3 separate regions of the Mus musculus genome follow, and regions 2 and 3 are each linked to region 1. The links are chromatin contacts, called in public promoter capture Hi-C maps. All regions are on one chromosome and are shown on one strand. The core of a region is the stretch at or near the end of the contact, and the rest is flanking DNA. Distances in the headings are between cores, read along the strand shown.

Region 1 (3,201 bases), core at 345-2,844:
CCTAGGTCTAAGTTACTCTTGGGTAGAAACCAATTTGTTAGATTTCTTTATTTTTCCCCAAGTGCTATTCTTCAGTAATATGGGCCCTGCCTGTACTTAGGCAATACTTAATAACACACTTAGGTAATGGGGTCTTTCTGTCACAAAGTTAAGAGTAAATGATCCTGATGTCTTGCAAGCAATATTTTCATTTCCTCCCTACTTCTAAACAGATTTTCTAGGTAAGGCCCGGCTTTTATTAACTATGCTATGGTTAGTGTTAAATTGATCATGTCATGAACTCTGATTTTTCTTTTCCTACCAGGTAAGTTTACCTACAAACATTTTTTATAGAATGCAGAGCTCCACGAACTGATTCAACATTGCGTATTTTTAAATGCCTCCTGTGTTTTGGGACTGAGCTTGGTGATCACATAGCGGGGAGAGATATTTTGTTAAGTCCAAGCATGAGACATAGAGAGACTTTGACTTCTTTTCAAAACCTCCCCTTTAACCTGGGGTAATAAGCAAAGCCATGGCACCAAAGAAATGAACAGACGTCCCTTGTCATTGCCATGGGAATGATGTAATCAAAACAGAGACACTTGGCTTCAGATTTTTTCAGGGATCCTATGTACTTCCAAATTTGCTTTCTATCAGCTTGCTTTGGGGCAGAATCCTAACAGATCATAAAATCGTTTTCACGTAGGAAACCTTTGGACGTTTATAAGAAGCCGTCAGGAAAATGTTTTTTCCAGGGTGACCACGGCTTTGATAACAAGGTCAATAGCATGCAGGTATGTCTACAAAACTGAACTAAATATGAGTTTCATAATTCTCTGGAGGGGATGGAAATCATGGGATTTGTGAAGCTGTAGGATGTTCCGACACAGAAGAGATGCTGTTCATGGAAGCAGAAATGGTTAACTGTATTTCTTTTCTTTTCTTTTGGAAGACTGTTTTTGTAGGTTATGGCCCAACTTTTAAGTACAGGACTAAAGTGCCTCCATTTGAAAACATTGAACTTTATAATGTTATGTGCGGTAAGTCACTTGTTCAATCAAACCCGGTGAAACTTTTGGTCAGTGAATTTCCTTACAGCTAGAGAAAGAAATGAGGTGTCTATTTTCTAAGACCTCTCCCTAAAAAGAAAAAAAAAAGTAACTTGCCCATTGGTTCAAAGGACAGAATGTCACCCCCTTCTAAGGCTTCTTTGTGTTCCTTCAACAGTTGACTAATGGGGAGTTTTCATAGTGTTGGTGTTGGCAGCCTTTGGCTGATCTAACATAGCATTACAGTTTGACACCGTTGGTCGGAGACACGATGAAGCAAGAGTTCCACGCAGACAGAGCGTTCTCCGACCTCCCTCTCTTACATTGCAGCCCAGTGAAAAATTTGCCAGCTTGCATCCCAGCCAGCTATTTATGTGCTCCTAATTATTTTTCTTCCTTGGGCTTCTCATTGCTGAATGAGGACAGCTTTTCCTATTTAGTAAGGGAGTGCCAGTCTGGTGGTTAGAGGGGGAGTCTGAAAGTCGGGTCTCCTGGGTTCTTTTCCCAGGTTGGCTGCTAGCTCTTCACTGTCCTGTCTCTCAGCTTAGGCAAGTCACTGTGTGCCCACTTGGCAACCATTCAGTTGCTGTGAAATCACCCCGTTTATCCCTTGGTGGCCCATCAAGGCTCATCACCAAAGCCTCTTCTTGTCCCCACACTTTTGTGGAGTGCATTGAAGGGCAGGCTGTGGGTATTTATTGATTATGTCTTATTTCAAAATTTGGTTTTTGAAAGTCTTGAAGAAGTCCAGAAGGACAGTGGTCCCAACATTGTCACACACACGTTCCTTCACTCCAGTTTTTTTGGGATGCCTTATTCATGCGCTTGCAGTGAAGAGAAGTGTTATTTCAAGAAGTGTTAGCAGGGCATTGTGAGGTTAGAATGGTTTAGGAGATGTGCAAGGAATGGCTGACGTAATTTAGTTTGTTCTCTTGTGATTTGTGTTCAATATTTATAGGCTCTTGGAAGGTGAAGGGTTTTGATTCTTATCATATCTCATCAGAGAACAAATAAGAAACACTGCATTCTTTTTTTTTCCCTATCAGATCTCCTAGGCTTGAAGCCAGCTCCCAATAATGGAACACATGGAAGTTTGAATCACCTGCTACGCACAAATACCTTTAGGCCAACCCTACCAGAGGAAGTCAGCAGACCCAATTACCCAGGGATTATGTACCTTCAGTCTGATTTTGACCTGGGCTGCACCTGTGATGATAAGGTAGAGCCAAAGGTAGAGATAATCTTTCTGCTTTATCATTGGAAATGTCTGTTTGGTGTATAAAGCATTGTTCAGTAGAACTGTCTCTGATACTAGAGTTGATTTTTGACTCCGACATCTAAAATGGAGCCAGTGACTGAGTATGACTGAGGGTAAAAAAATTTCACTTTATTGTTGTAAATTTAAGTTTAGTATGCTGAATAAGGTTCGTGACTATCATCTTAGACAGTTCAGGTCTGGAGAATGAAGGAGCAAGAATGTTATTTTTCTGAATTCACAATATATAGTCAGAAGCTGGGTCTTTTACGCAATTGTGAATTTCCAGTGATTCATGGTGAGCCGTGAATAATATCAGTGATTGGTTTATAGGTAGCTATGTCAAAGTGGTTTTGAAAGACACTTGAAATGTTAAGGGATTCCAGAGAACTATTTGCAAAACCTGGGCAGGGAAGAAGGGTATCAGTGGGAAATGGGAACTGCTCTGGGGCCTTGCAAGGCCTAAAAGGTGAGGGCAGGTAGAAAATCACTGGGGAGATTGAGAGGAGTGAGGGAGGGAGGAAGGGAGGATGGAAGAGAGAACTGTGCTTGTTAGAAGACTGAAGCCTGAACATTGTGGCTGGTGATCTGGAAGCAGAGCACTCCAGGCTCTACTGCCTCTACTCGGCTCCCACTGCCTTCCATGGTAGAGCCTGACTGTAAGCCAAAGGACAAGGATATTCTTTACTGCAGTCCCTGAAAGTCACCTTTCTAGGTGAGCAGGGTGAGGAAGGTACAGGATGGGTGTCCTTGAAACCACACCACTGCTCGTTTTAGATACAAAACAACAACACAACACAAAACAACAAAACAAAACTCCAAAGTATTAAGCAATAACTTGCTTATTGATTTGTTTTTTAAGTTAAGATTTTTACATCTACCAACCAGTGCTCCTATTAGCAGAAATGAACCAAT
Region 2 (3,201 bases), core at 309-2,808, 160 kb before region 1:
GCTGGGACTTGGCCTTGTATTTCCATGAGTGAAGGGCTTGGGGGATTAATTCTTTGGCTCCTTCTCCCATTTTCTCCTTCCTCACTTCTCTCACCTCTCTTTTTGCCCTTTCCCTCCTTACTCCTTCGTGTGTGTGTGTGCGTGTGTGCGTGTGCGCGCACGTGTGTGTGCATTTTGAATTTCAAATATAGCTTTTCCCTAACACATTGATACACTGGAAAAAAGGTAACTGTGTGAAACATAAGAAAAGCTCTTTGATAGACTACAAATAAGCAATAGAAGTACCTTCCTTTCTCATTTGGACTTTTATTTATTTGCATGAATGTGTGTGCACGTATGTCACAGTGCACATGGAGAGGGCAGTTTCAGCCTTGGTGGTAAGCATCATCAACTGCTGAGCCATTCTGCTGGGCCCAGGGAGTAAAGTTTCACTCCTAACTGGTGTGACAGTATTCCTGTAGGAGCATCACTCACAAATCACCTTTTGGGATCAAGTAAGTTAGAGGTGGCCATGTGTGGGAGTGAGATTGGTCTGTGGCTGAGTTAGGGTCCTGAGAGAAAGAGAAGAGTGGTAAGGGAAGCTGTGGCCTCCCTTCCATTTGCAAACTCGAGAGGAAGGAGCACACGTGGGCTTTGGGGGGACATGTCCAGCTGAGGTCTCTTTCATTCATGCTCGCTAAAACGTATGGAAATGTTTGCTCTAGTTGACTCCAAACGGAGAGATGGCATATAAAATCTAGTAGACTTGCAGCTCTTTTCGAAGTGCTTAAGTGAAACTCCTTCAGCAGGGTTGCTCTACTCGTGTGCTGTTTCCTCGGGTTCCGAGCTGTTGAGTGTGGGTCCCTTGCTTCCTCTGCTCACAAAGTGAAGCGACATCTCATATGTCTTAATGACTTAGAGCCAAGGACCCAGATGATATTCAAGAACAGAAATGTGTTACAAACCTCATCTAGGAGAGATAGAAACAAACGATGCCGCTCTAAGGGAGCTGAAGGAGAGAGGCTTATTTTGTTAGTAGAGGACAGTGATGATGTACTTTTAACGCCTCCTACACACACACACACACACCACACACACACACGTGCACATTTGAAACACACACAGCTCCAGGTACACACACACACACACACACACACCCCGAGGCCTGCAGCGGGCCCCCCCACCCCCTGCATTCTCCCTCTTCTTGTGTATGAGGGTAAAAAAGATGTGTTAAATGCGTATGATTTTGTGCAGGTGGTAGGGCAGGCTGTGGGATAACCAAGGAGAGGTGTGAAAATGGTCCCTTCACCCACTCCCTTTCCCTGCCCCTGTCCCGAAGGAAGGAAGAGAATAGGCAGGAAGGGCCCAGTGGTTCTGAGAGAGACAGGTTTGAGCATCATAGATCTCCCTCCCAGCACTGAGCCCCCTTTCTTCCACTGCAAGGTTGCAGGCATCAGGACTGTCTCCTGGGTTTATTTAGTGATGGCAAGAATGAGAAACAGAGGGCTAGGGGGTGATGGTGGAGCAGATGAAACTCCCTAGTGATTTCTGGGGGGAAGAGGGGAGTCTTGCAGCTGCCTTGCTCAGGCTGCTGGGTTATGTAATGCCTTCTTGCATAATTCAGAAAATACAACTCTAGTTCTTGAAATCTTACTTTGAAATTAAAACAATTTGTTTTTCAAAGCTTGTATGCTTTCCCTAGAGATCTTTTTTTGGAACTCAAGATGAAAAACAGACTTTTTTTTTTTTTAATCTTTAGATTACAATGATGTATTTCAACATCTTATTTTTCTATTTAATCTAAAGAACCAAAGAGCAGAATTCATGTCTTTTCTAACAAACTATAGACTTTGTATTGAATATGAACGTATACCTAATATAAATGAAGTCAATAAAATTAACAGATTGTTCAGTGTTTCTTACATGTTCTTATTAGATGGACTGTTGAGCTTGCAAGTTAGGCTTTTATTAAGTACATTTGTTTGTTTCAGATCTGTTATATTGACTACAGCTTGTTTGTTTAACATGATTTTACATTGGGCAGAACAATTGGGAATATCTTTTGCATAACACAAATGAACATCTTACAGGATTTTGAATTATGTGTGTCTCGATCTCTGAAATAGAGAAGGTGTTTCAAATCACTAAAGGGGTTTTGACGAGCCGAGCCCATCCTCCTCGGTCCTCTGCCCATGAGAGTGTATTTGTGACATCAGTGCCCACAGGAAGCCCACAGCAGTCCTTTTGATGGTTACCTTTTAAATTTATACTCCCGTCTATAGCTTCTCTCCCTCCCCTTTGCCATATATGTTCGTCACATTTTTATCTGTAGTTATTAGTTGTTAACACAATTGAGTTCCTTGTGACTTTTGTGTATTACAGTCCCGTCTAGACACGTAATTGGAGGCAGGTGTGCTGGTACTGTGTATCTTCATTTGGAAGTACCAGTAGCCAGTTGACTCTTTTTGCAAGGTTAACTATTGTGGTTAGTCAGGATCTAGATGCATTAACTCATTGTGGATTACAAAGTAATGTTATTCTAATTAATCTTTCCATTTTTATTTATAGGATGTATTGTTTCTCTAAAGCTAAATTCCCTTTTACTATTACTCATTGGTATGAGCCATATAGGAAAGTCTAGATAAATGCCTAATTCTCTCTGTATTTAATAATTTTTAAAAACAATGAGTTTATTGACCACATATTTTAATGGTGATCAGTTCAGAGTATTTATTATCCAGGATTAGTATTGGAATTGTTGTATCTTTGAACATCTTTAAAGGCTGCCTCCTGAGTCAGTTAGGCAAGACTGAGTTCCTTGTTGTTGTATCGAATGCTTCAGGCTCATCCTATAAATATTCTGACTCAAACTGGACTCAGTGCTTTGTCACAGGAACCATTGATTCTGCTACCCAGGTTCTTAAAGCTACTTAACTTCCTGTGTTCTCATAAAAGTCAAGCAAAATTTAAGATGTGTAGGCAGGGTATCCTATTCTGAGCAATGGGGCCTGCAGGTAAGGATGAATTCATCTTCAAAGTGGTTGTAGGTATTCTGGGAAAGAGTCAGCCATTTGGTCTTTGCCTCTGCTCAGAAGCACAACTTCCAGGATAAGCATTCACTTTTCTGAAATCCTAGCACCTCGGCCAGTGTTTAGGACTGATGATGAGACCTGTGCAGCTCAGGACTGAGACTCTGACAAGTGCAGATAGTCAGCTAGTTAG
Region 3 (3,201 bases), core at 310-2,809, 140 kb before region 1:
GGATGTTTGGTGCTCAAAAACACCGAAGAGTACTAGAATTGACCATCTCTTTACTCTTGCTACACAGATACCCTTTAATAGTAAGAGTAATTAAATGAAAACTTAAGAGGCCTCATGTTCTACCCCTCAGCTTTTTAAACAAGAAAAATCTTATAAAGCATCACTCTTAGGAGTCTTCTCTCTCTCTCTCTCTCTCTCTCTCTCTCTCTCTCTTTCTCTCTCTGTGGTGTGTGTCTGTTTGTTTCTCTGTCTATTTGTTTCTCTGTCCTGAGGATTGAAGGTCACACTCATGCGAAGCAAGTTCTGTACTTGTCAACAGCATCATAGCCTCTTTGAATTTTCTTTTCATATGGGTTTAAAGTCACTCCACACCTCGGTCACATCATAGCCTTTTGATCTTTCTGTCTCAGTTTCCTAAGTAGCTGAGAGCACGGGCCTACAACAACAGGCCTGGCTTTCTGTGCACTTTGGCTTAGAAAGTTGACATTTTATGTACCTTGGAGGTTCAGTGGAAACTCGATTGCACGGGTTCAGACCCATCCTCTACCACTGGCTGAACTGTCAATGAACATTACCTAAGTGGTCTATTCTCCTGATGCCTCATCTTTACCTGCACATCGGGGACAATGGCTATGACGACGGCAACGATGGCGACAGTAGTGATGTAACTTTTGGGATTTGCTGTTTTAGGGATCCCTGGGAAGGTATGAAGAGATTTGCAGACCCACTGCCCGGTGCCACAGCCATCACTGCTGCAAATGTGAGAGTACAACCATTTGAACTTTCTGTACATTGTTCCAAGAACGTACAGTGAGCTAACAGATATTTATTCAACAAAGCCCATGTATGCATGATCTCCATTAAGCATCAGTGGCTCTTAATTAAAATTCCACACAGGCAGATATGGCCAAGAGACAGGGTGACCTGGGCTTCAGTCAGGGGATGCAGTATCTCCTGGTGGAGATATTTCAAATCCCCTCCAACCTTAATTCACAGAGGTTCACTGCTTTCCTGATTAGTGTGGACAGGAGATCGGGGGGGGGGGGGGCTACCTTGATCCAATCCCCTCTCATAAGTAAGAGAACTATTCAGATCTGTGCTCTTAAGCAGAGGTGTTCCTCCAAGAGAGACAGGACACTGTCTAGTAGCCTCAGTGTCAGAGAGGAAAAGAAGCCAGGAGGGTCAGAGGATGTAATGTTCTCATCTCAGAAAACAGAGTTCTTTGACACAGTAAGGAAACGTTCACGTCTTTCTCTAAAACAGTGAAGAACTGGTAAGAAATGAAGAGGGAAACTGCAATGTTTGTGAGTGACAAGTTAAAACTCTAGGCCAGCTAATCTACTAGTCAGGACTAGGGGAAAGATAATGATTAGGGACATTTCCTAAAGTAGAGGCGAAAAAAAAATACCTTGCTTGAATTTAATTAGGTCAAATTGTGGTGCAATTTATGTCCTAGGGAATTGTTGGAAAGAAGAGAACAGTCATCAGGCCGTGTTGGTGGGGCTCGACAGCTGGGCTGTGATGTAATAGGGAAGAAGAAACAAAGTCAGGGAAAGAGACAAAGAGGTCTACTAAAGACGCCACCATCCCAGGGCAGCAGCCAATGCCAAAGGCTTTACACAGTGGACTCATAGCCAGGAGCAGCATCGTGTCTGTGAACACACAAAGGACGGGAATACCAGAAGGGGGGTGGGGAATAACCCGAACAGGAGAAGATGCCTGAAAAATGGTGGTTGACAGTATACTTACTGACTTTGATGAGTCAAATTTAGATGAGTCAAAACCTCAATGCATTGTAAGAGTAAAATCAAAAGTCTGACAAAGTGGTACATCACATTAAAAACGTTTAAAGAAAAGACAAGAAGAGGACCAAAGAGTTAAGGGTGCTTGCTGCCAGCCTGATGGCCTGAGTTCAATCCCTGGGAGCCACACAGTAGACGGAGAGGACTGGCTCCCACAGTTGTCCTGTGGTCACTGTATATGGGCAATAGCACATACGCTGTGGCACACATGCATGCACTTCTGTGCACACTCACACATGCAAATAAAATAATTTAACAATTAAAAGACAAGAAAATATTTCAAGTGGTTGGAGGAAAAAGAAATCCTACATATAAAGTAACAGTACTGAGCCTTAGCTCTAACTTCTTGGTAGAACAATGGAGGCCAGTGCAGTGGAATGACAGGGTCAGGGTGTCAAAGAAATGGCCAGCCAAGAATCTTTTGTCCAGTAAATCTATCTTTTACAAATAAGAGCAGAATAAAGACATTTGTATGAAAACACAGATGGAAAGAGATTGTTCTCTCAGACATTTCTTTTTTAAAAAAAGATTTATTTCTATTATATATTTGAGTACACGGTCACCGTCTTCAGACACACCAGAAGAGAGCATCAGATCCCATTACATATAGTTGTGAGCCACTGTGTGGTGGTGGGAATTGAATTCAGGACCTCTAGAAAGAGAAGTCAGTGTTCTTAACTGCTGAGCCACCTCTCCAGCCTGACATTTCATAATAGAAATGATTGAAAAAAATTTTGAGGTCAAAGGCAAGAGAAAGTAACATCAATTCTCACCAAATCAAAGAAAGGGATGCAGGCAAAGAGAATCATGTAAAGGGTCATAGGGTACAGCTTGGTTCACAGAGTGGGCGCCTAGCATGCACAAAGCTCTGGGTTCAGTCAGTAGCATAGAATGAGTGGTGGTACTCACCAACAGTCTCAGTGCTGGGAGGATTAGAAGTTCAGGGCCATCCTTGGTTACATAGAGAGGTTAAGGACAGACAGACAATGTCCCTAAAACCATACAGAGGTATTTTAAAATAAAATTGTGAAATTGTAAAAGGTAATATAAATAATTTAAAATTTAAAATTGTACTTATTTACTTACTTTTTATTGATTTGTTGTGGATTTCACATCATGTACCCCAATCCCATTCATCTCCCTATCCCTTCATATCTGCCCTCTGCCCTTACAACCTCCCCACGGAAAGAAAATGACAGCAACAACAACCAAAAGGAAAACAAAAATCTCACCGTGGAAACCGCAGTGTGTCACAGTGTGTCACATAGCACACCTTTTCTGTCACCGTGGAAACCACGGTGTGTCACAGTGTGTCACATAGCACACCTTTTCTGTCACCGTGGAAACCACGGTGTGTCACAGTGTATCACACAGTACACCCTTTCTCCCAGGCAGCTTT

The links. Capture Hi-C pulls out chosen DNA fragments and counts their contacts.
Region 2: a promoter capture Hi-C map of adipose tissue shows a contact between it and region 1. The contact joins two enhancer-like sites. A contact is called at or near these places in 2 of 484 Hi-C or Micro-C datasets (the AtT-20 cell line and forebrain) and 2 of 9 other capture datasets (adipose tissue and pancreatic islet).
Region 3: a promoter capture Hi-C map of adipose tissue shows a contact between it and region 1. The contact joins two enhancer-like sites. A contact is called at or near these places in 5 of 484 Hi-C or Micro-C datasets (the AtT-20 cell line, brown adipocytes, cerebral cortex and 2 more), 3 of 115 datasets of contacts at active chromatin or transcription factors (a colorectal cancer cell line, hepatocytes and pancreatic cancer cells) and 1 of 9 other capture datasets (adipose tissue).

The regions. Positions count from the first base shown.
Region 1 is chr15:54,861,559-54,864,759 of GRCm38.p6, reverse strand. Enpp2 (ectonucleotide pyrophosphatase/phosphodiesterase 2) reads left to right here. Exons shown (of 25, transcript NM_015744.4): 16 at 689-776; 17 at 935-1,022; 18 at 2,078-2,262. Among named protein-coding and RNA genes, the nearest start is that of Enpp2, 57 kb to the left of the region's middle. Within about 2 kb of position 1,594, at least 15 of the 459 cell types and tissues checked have an H3K27ac peak or open chromatin away from gene starts, as enhancers often do. A contact at or near this core is called in adipose tissue, where this site is marked.
Region 2 is chr15:55,017,503-55,020,703 of GRCm38.p6, reverse strand. All of the region lies in intron 25 of Taf2 (TATA-box binding protein associated factor 2), which reads left to right. Among named protein-coding and RNA genes, the nearest start is that of Gm2491, 32 kb to the right of the region's middle. Within about 2 kb of position 1,558, at least 19 of the 459 cell types and tissues checked have an H3K27ac peak or open chromatin away from gene starts, as enhancers often do. A contact at or near this core is called in adipose tissue, where this site is marked.
Region 3 is chr15:55,000,874-55,004,074 of GRCm38.p6, reverse strand. No RefSeq gene overlaps it. Among named protein-coding and RNA genes, the nearest start is that of Gm2491, 16 kb to the right of the region's middle. Within about 2 kb of position 1,559, at least 25 of the 459 cell types and tissues checked have an H3K27ac peak or open chromatin away from gene starts, as enhancers often do. A contact at or near this core is called in adipose tissue, where this site is marked.